Regions from separate parts of the Danio rerio genome. Here region 1 is linked to region 2. The links are chromatin contacts, called in public HiCAR-type maps. All regions are on one chromosome and are shown on one strand. Each heading gives the region's core, a stretch centred on a gene start, on an enhancer-like site or on the middle of the called end of the contact. The rest is flanking DNA. Distances are from core to core; before and after follow the strand shown. Region 1 holds the start of LOC100001344. Region 2 holds the start of LOC561565 (neuropeptide FF receptor 2).

Region 1 (4,392 bases), core at 28-2,527, 180 kb after region 2:
CCAAAATGACAGACCATCATTATCTCGTCTCACCAGGCAAGCTGCCTTCAATCTTCAGTCCCCTCTAATACGAGCAGCTGCTTTCACTTCCATTTAATATTTGATAAAGCATCACTTAACAATGTGCCACGAGCTCAGGATGATCCCGCACTGGGAAAGCAGGAGCCGCTGGTACTCTGATCTTCATTCCAATTGTGAATGGAATGATTGACGTTTACGGAGATACCGATCTCCGGCCAGCGCGCCTGACATAACGGTGACGTACGGTTCACCACACACACACACAGCGCTCACCGAACATGCTCCAATAAACACGAGACTAGACGCTCATCAACATGCACACTGTTCACGTGTAAGAACAAGCAAATGCGGATTGCGCTCAGTGTCTGTGATGCCAAGTCTGTGTTTTACACAAAAGCAATTAAAGTGCAGTGATATGCCTGCCGCAGCCACTGCTGGCACAGAGAGCATATCAGGGAGAGATGAAATATGAATTCAGAGTATGACGCTATGCAGGCAATGCCAGTCTTTGATGTCTAAATCGCACACACACAATGCGTTCCCAATCGCTTAAATGCAAAGAAAGCAGACAAACCGAGACGCAATTGCACTGACGTGAGAAAACAACCCCAATCACGGAGAGGCACGTCTCATGCAACATCCAGAGAAATATGAAAAGCGTGAGCGCGCACAAAAACACACGGAAAGCATTTATTCACACGTACCCCAGGGGACCATGTGGAAGGAAGGAGGCCTAATAATCAACAGCATAATAATGGAATGCACACACACACATACACAGGCGCACACACACAAACTCGCATGCACAGGCGCACAACTGTGCCGCTGCACACAAAACATGCAGAAAGCGCATTCACAAAAGTCTATACTTGAAGCAACACGCCAAAACCCCTTTCACGCTACACACGTCTATTCCAGTAACCTCTACAAAGAAAAAAAAGAGGTGTCAGGATGCACACAACCGATTTGTCTGGGCAATGTTTCCCTTCACCAGACACAGATCACACCTACACACACACACACACCCTCTCTCACTTTCTGTCTGTGTGCCCATGTGCTGAAGCCTGGTGTGATTGCATGCTCTATGCGCAGGAGAGAGAGAGAGAGAGAGAGAGAGAGAGAGAGAGAGAGAGAGAGAGAGAGAGAGAGAGAGAGAGGAAGAGGGTGATTTACCTGACTGTGGTCTCCAGGCTGGCTCCAGTCTGGAGGAGAGAGAATTAGCAAACCAGCATTGCAGCGCGCAGCCAGTCTCTTCATCAGCTGATCACTCAAAACCCACAGCCCGAAAGGGGGGCGAAAAGCGCCCAGCTTTTCATACACAAATCAATTGCCGTTAGGATGTTGAGAGAGAGAGAGAGAGAGAGAGAGAGAGAGCAGAGAGAAAGGAATAACTGCGAGATGCCTTTCTGCTAGTTTGTCCCCGTGGAAAGGCCTGCAGCTCGCTTTTCTCTCTCTCTCTCTCTCTCTTTCTCCCTCCTTTTCTCTCTCACTCACTGCATGTTTTAATATCGACTGTCGCAATCTGGTTTCTTTTCCTTTTTTCCCTTTCCCCTCTCCCTCTCTTTTATGCTCTCGTTCTGTCTTTTTTAAAACGCCCCTCTGTTAAAAGAAGCCGGGCTCCATTTTTGTGCCTATGCAGATGGTTTTCTGCAAGCTTTTCTGACATCTTGAGAGAATTCCAGGGTAGTTAATGCTGTGTCGAACACACTCTCACACACACACACACAAAAAAGAAAAACAACTGGCTAATGGCATGTTTATTTCTGTGTCTGGGAGCTTTTACAACATAAAAGAGCATGGGGATTCTGGTCAAATCATTTGGGGCTATAAATATTACCAGATAGTCTAGAACATAATAGGTTCTGTCTGCTTCACATCGAGAATCGAGATGAACAAATCATAAAGCAGCTTCCCGTGTAGCATATGTTTAATTATTCTTATGCCGTGTTGGTTTTAAAGGCTCAGTGGTATCCTAAAATCAAATATGTTTGGTCGATGTTAGACCTAAAGGACTTGAATGAACTGGTATGGCTGTGAAAATGTTTGGTAATGAGATATAATGCTCAAGTCTAACATAAGTAAAGATATAAATCCGAATGTAGAATATCAATGAAACAAAAAAAAATCATCTTGTGTCTAAATTACGCAACTCTTAAAAACAAATGTTCCTAAAGGATGTTTTTGTACTGATGCCATCGAAGATTTTTCATTTTGGGTTTTATAAAGATCCTCTATATGATGAACAGATTTTATTTTATTAGTCTGAGGAACATTCTTGTAATCTAATTCAACATTTTTCACTATAAAAAAAATCAAAAATGAAAATGTTTCATGAATGATAAAGTTTACATTTATTTTATACTGTTTATATAAGAGTGTTTCTCATACATCTACTTAAAATTCATTTCAACAACATAGTGCACTGCTAAAATGCTTTTATTACTTTTTTACAGTTTTTTTTTTTGTATTTTTTTAGTCCAAATATCTAAAAACTCTTATATTAAGTATTTTCTAGACAAGCAAAACATAATGTCTTATTTTCAGAAATAATATGCCAATATTAAGTGAGTTTTTCCTTAAAACAAGCAAAACAATCTAGTTTTTCCTTTTGACATAAGATTATTTTGCTTACCCCATTGACAGATTATTTTGCTTGTTTTAAGGAAAAACTCACTTAATATTGGCATATTATTTCTGAAAACAAGACATTATGTTTTGTTTGTCTAGAAAATTCTTCTTGATTTAAGAATTTTAGATATTTAGTCTAGAAAAAAGGACAAAAAATCCAAGTAAGAAAAGCTATTTTTGCAGTGTGTAGCTTGATAAATAACTCCACACAAGCAGAATCTTACAAGAACTGTGAGAATTGTGACAGTAAGCTAAACGTCCACCTCTGAATAAATGTCATGTGCTATCTATTTTAGCGTTTTCTGAAGTAATTCTTAATGAAAGCTCAGTTTAATAAACTGCCAAAATTTCTAGTGAGGTTAAATTGCCATCTGTCATCAAAAAATTCTACTATTCGTGAGTCATATTCCTGCTTTCAATACTCTCCTAATATTCATTCAAGAAGTGACTGTTTAAAATAGGATGAAACAATGTTCATGTACATTCGCCATGGCAACGGCATCGTTGTTTAATTTATCAGATAATCTTATCAAATTTCTGACAAAGTTTCTAAATGTCGCTGGACCGCAGAGGAGCGGATCTGACTAGTGTATGGTAAGTGTTGTGGTATGATTACATGCTGTCATAATTTTACATTTCATATGCATGTTTTGCTATCAGGTCGACAAGGGCATTTTGGTAAAACATCTCTGGCGGTTACTATGGCAACACCACGTTTTACTGGCTGCAGACCGCACTGAGCTGTAATGCTATAGCATTCCATCACAAAACACAGACACACACTTCGTCGTACAGACTCACTGAACTGCACATTCTCAAACACAATGAGCCACTGAGCTGCAATCCAAAGACAAAAAGACGAGCTGAATTCCAGAGACATGCTGAACTGAACTAAGCCAAGATCTAATGAAGACAGTGTAACTGATTGCATTTACTGTAAACAGATCATTCATTATGAAGGTATTCAGACAAACAAAAAATATTGTGTAATACGATGTGTCTTTTAGCTGACAGCTTTATATTTGCCTTTCTGTACATTTGAACTGATTCTGTATCAAGTATTGATTGTCAGATGTTTTAATGTGTGTTTTGTGATGAGTCTTCTTTGTTGCTTTCACAATTACAAACATGATTGTGCAATCTCAAAAAATGTCCTCAGTTTGAATGTCATGATGCCGAGTACGTTTGTACTCTCACTGGCCACTTTATTAGGCACACCTTACTATACCGGGTTGGACCCTCTTTTGCCTTAATCCTTGGTGCAATAGATTCAGCAAGGTACTGGAAATAATCCTCAGAGATTCTGGTCCATGTTGACATGATGGCATCATGTAGTTGCTGCAGATTTGTCAGCTGCACATCCATGATGCGAACATTCCGTTTCACCACATCTCAAAGGTGGACTGAGATCTGGTGACTGTGCAGGCCATTTGAGTACAGCTAACTCATTGGCATGTTCAAGAAACCAGTCACGTTTTATAACATGGCACGTTATTCCTGCTGGAAGTAGCTATCAGAAGATGGGTACACTTCCGTCATAATGGGATGGACACGGTCAGCAACAATACTCAGGTAGACTTTGGCATAGACACAATGCCTAATTGGTACTCATCACAGCATTACACCACCACCAGCCTGAACTGTTGATACAAGGAAGGATGGATCCATGCTTTCATGTTGTTGGAGCCAAATTCTGACCCTACCAACTGAATGTCGCTGCAGAAATCATGACTCATCAGACAA
Region 2 (4,134 bases), core at 1,144-3,643:
TGTGTACATTAATGAGGAAAAAAATATCTAAATGATCTTTAAGTCTAAAAATTTAAGAGGCTATGAATACTTTCCATACCTATTGTATATATACATTTGAGTACTTATCTGAGTGCTTACTCTCTGAGTGGCTGCTCTGTGGAGAATGAGTCTTCGGTGGTGCTGGTCCAACACTGTGAGATGATGAAGGCAACAGGTTGGACGTAATGCTAAGGGCACCACGAGCTTGTCCAACTTTGTCCACTGAACACCAAAATTAAATAGGCTTAAAATTATTGGGAGTATCATTCAAGCATCATATCATAGTGTCATGGTCACCATCAATCCAGCATGTGCAGTAACACTATTATGCTGGTACTCCTGTACCTTGTTCACCAGCCTAGACCACAGCTCGAGTTTCATTTCAATCACGCACGGTTCCTCTCCAGGGAAATCTTTAGTAAAAAGGGAAAGATTTATGCATGTCTATTGCCCCCTCTGTAGTTTTTCAGCGATCTGCACGAGCTGGATCGCTGGTGACCATGACACATAGACTGCCTGGCCAAAAATATTATTATTACTTAGTCACATGTTTGTTCTACAATAAACTCTATACAATTTTACATAGAAAGCACCTGTAGACTCACCAGGTGGGGTGGCTTTGAGGTCTACTTTGGATCCCCCCGGTAGGACATTTCTCTCAAAATAACCTGCATTTGTGATGTTACCTCCTGGAAGGTACTGTCCCACCACAAAACTTGTGCTTCCATCAGTGGCTAGTCCAACTCCCAACTCTTTTGAGTCCTTCCACACCACCTGTGTGAAGTGACCTGGGGAAAGAACCAGATGTGAGTAAAGAGACCAGAACTGACCCCAACCCAGAGCGTTTACACAAACATTCACCTGTTTTAGAGGAGAATCCAGGCCTGCTGAAGTTGTACTCTTTAATTTCATTGTACCAGCTTTCCACTGCCTCACGTCCTGTATCAATTAACAAACTGTGATGGTAAAAACATGCAAACTAAATAATAATAATTGCAAACTAAAAACTAAAAAGCAAACTAAATCAATGACATAATGCTCATTTAAAAAAAAAACATATTCTCAGTATTATGCAAAAGACTTCTAAGACAGAGAGGTGAGCAAATGAAACATTAGTAAATGTTTTGATATTGTCGAGCTGTCACTAAACTCTGACCTGTGAGTTTTTTGTTAGCCGAGTTATAAGCATAATACACATTTTCTCCATGGTCTCCGTTGCTGTGCATGAGAGTCCTGATTGACAGCAGATGCTCTGCCCACTTTTGTGCAGAGCGGCTCAGGTTTATGTTTATGGTAAGGGGTGGAGCTCCATGATGTTTTCGATATGCATTGTGGGTCTGCAAGAACTCTGCCTCAAAACTGCTTTCTGCTGCAAATGAATATAAAGGATTTTTTATTGCAATGAAAAATACAACAAAGGTGCACATGCTGAGATTTAAAAACGTCAAAGACAATGTTACGCATGTTTGCCTTTATGCAAAGAACAAGGATGTATAAAAAAATTTACTGTACCTTTGCCCTCTGGTGTTGGTTTTTCAGCAATGTGAGGCACTGAGGGCACTTTGTTTGAATGAATGCCTGATGAACCATGAGCTTGTTCCACTTTGTGAGCTGAATGTTGCCAGATATATCAAACATTTATTATAGTTAACAGCTTTTCATCAACACCTCTGTCTTTTACAATATTCACAATTCAAATATAACATTTAAACTATGATTTATCATTGTTATTACTTATTTCATGATAACAATTTGTTAAATTTAATAAGTAATTATTGTCAAATTAATATTATTAATGTGTATAAATAGACCATTTTGAGGGATGTAAACAAAAACAATTGTCCTAATGCGTTTCTTGTTTAAAATCTTTAATTTCTATAACTTCAGAGAATACAAAAAGCTTCACATATTGATAATGTTCTGATAGCTGTTTTAATGTTGAGTTATGATTGAATTGCCTCTTGTTACAGTTCTCAAATAGTTTGATAACAAGATGGAAACGCTCATGGGCCAATGACATCTCCACATTGAAATGGTCTATACAGGAAAATATAGATGGATAACAACGTGAAGTAATTCACTAGAAAGTGTACTCACTTGCACCAGTGGACTTTTGATCTAGTTTAGAGCCAGTCGGCAGGACATTTTTTTCAAAATAACCTGCATTTGCGATGTTTCCAGCGGGAAGGTACTGACCCACGACAAAAATTGTGTTCCCATCAGTGGCCAGTCCAACTCCCAACTCTTTTGTGTCCTTCCACACCACCTGTGTGAAGTGACCTGGAGAAACCACTAGGAGTCAGTGTTGCAAAGGAGACCCGTACAAACTAAGCGTTTAACCACCACAGAATGTGTTGGCTGCTTGTACATTCACCTGTTTTGGAGCTAAATCCTGGCCTACTGAAGTTGTAGTCTTTAATTTCACCGTACCAGCTGTCCACTGCCTCATGTCCTTTAAAAAGTTAGGGAAAGGTATGTAACCTACTGTTTCCACATATAAAACAACACAGATGCTTTATATCATTTGCTTATTTTTATTTGTAGTACATAAGAAATCACATGGCCTGTTCACACAAACCAATCCAATAGATTATAAAATCTTGTATGTTTCTTTGTCTGCTCCATTGTATTGTACTGTAGGTCTAGCCAAGGAATCAAACCTAAAGTTTAGTTATAGCTTTTAATATGAGCATTTGAGTCTTATATGGTTATTGATATAATACATTTAGAAGATGTGTGCATTCAAAACTTGGATGGATAAATTATTTTGATAACATCACCCTGCATTTCAACTTGTGCCATTTACCGTTCTCTATAATCTGAAGTGTCCCTCACTCTACAATATGAAGAGAGAAAAGCTGTGGCTGAAATTGGTCACTTGATATCACTGTTCTTAATATGGACAATGGTAACGTTACATGATGCACTATATAAGGGACAAACGAATAATACAGTGGGAAGGTGTGGCTTGATATGACTTTATACCATTTTTGTGGTAAATAACAAGTCGACACAACTTGTTAACCATACCATGATGGCAAACATTTCTGTGTATCTGTAGTCAAATGTGGCATCTATTTATACAGCTCTATGATTATTGTCCTGTAAAGGGAGACACAAACGGATTCAAATTGGACCCAAACTCAGATTTTGAGTGCTCATGATATGACGGTCATTATGAGTGATAAGGAATAAACATTGTGGGAGGGTTCAATTTGGAAGGGCTCATCCCTATACCCTAATCCTTTCAAAGGGTCCCTCTGAAGAGATCAGGGAGATATTTCTCAACTTTGTTCCTGAAAGACCACCTAGATTGCATGTTTTGGATGTCTCTTTTGTCATTCACACCCATTAAAGGTCAGCTGATGTTCAGAATCGGGTGTGTTTGGTTAAGGAGACATGGAATATGTGCAGGGCTGGTAGTCCTCCTGGAACATGGTTGAGAAACACTGGATTATGGCATAGGTAGAGCCCTTCTGAATTGAGTGTAGTGTGTGACACTAACAACTTCAGTTGTATTTTTCAAAATTTTTCATTCCTTAAGGGCCCTTTGGAGTGTCCAGTTTTGAGCATTTTGGTTTGCAGTGAGGTCATTATTTTTCATGCTGATATTTCCGTTTGGAATGGACCATCTAATTGCAAGTAGTAAACTGACCTGTGAGTTTTTTGTTAGCTGAACTCCAAGCATAATACAAATTTTCTCCGTAGCCCTTGTTGCTGTGTGCGAGTGTTTTGGTTGAAAGCAGATGCTCCGCCCACTGCTGTGCGGAGCGGCACAGGTTTTTGTTAAAGGTGAGGGGCGGAGCTCCGTGCTGTTTGCGGTAGGCATTGTGCACCTGTAGGAACTCGGCCTCAAAACTGCTGCCTGCAGAGAGGAGCACAGAGATTTACAGTGTGCTGAAACAAATATATATACACAATTTATTTATTGTATAAATATTAAATTTGATCAGACTTAAAAGGATAGTTCATATAAAATTTTGATATGTCTTCATTTGCTCACTTTCCACTATCCAAAACTGTTTAACTTTCTTTTTGTGTTGTTACATAAAAGAAGATATTCTGAAGAAAGTTGGAATGCAGCAGACACTGGCTTCCATTTAGAATCACTTA

The links. HiCAR-type assays count read pairs that join an accessible place to other places.
Region 1: a HiCAR-type map of caudal fin shows a contact between it and region 2, with 6 times the contacts expected there. The contact joins the promoter of LOC100001344 here to the promoter of LOC561565 in region 2. A contact is called at or near these places in 1 of 18 Hi-C or Micro-C datasets (an unstated tissue) and 1 of 4 datasets of contacts at active chromatin or transcription factors (caudal fin).

What each region holds. Positions count from the first base shown.
Region 1 is chr5:33,835,442-33,839,833 of GRCz12tu, forward strand. It overlaps LOC100001344, which reads right to left and starts at 1,278. Exons shown (of 6, transcript NM_001110226.1): 1 at 1,195-1,278. The coding sequence starts at 1,278.
Region 2 is chr5:33,652,273-33,656,406 of GRCz12tu, forward strand. LOC561565 (neuropeptide FF receptor 2) reads left to right here and starts at 2,394. Exons shown (of 5, transcript XM_073952339.1): 1 at 2,394-2,493. glipr2 (GLI pathogenesis-related 2) reads right to left here. Exons shown (of 13, transcript NM_001423664.1): 3 at 3,677-3,886; 4 at 2,396-2,473; 5 at 2,119-2,301; 6 at 1,534-1,632; 7 at 1,178-1,390; 8 at 883-960; 9 at 627-809; 10 at 121-243.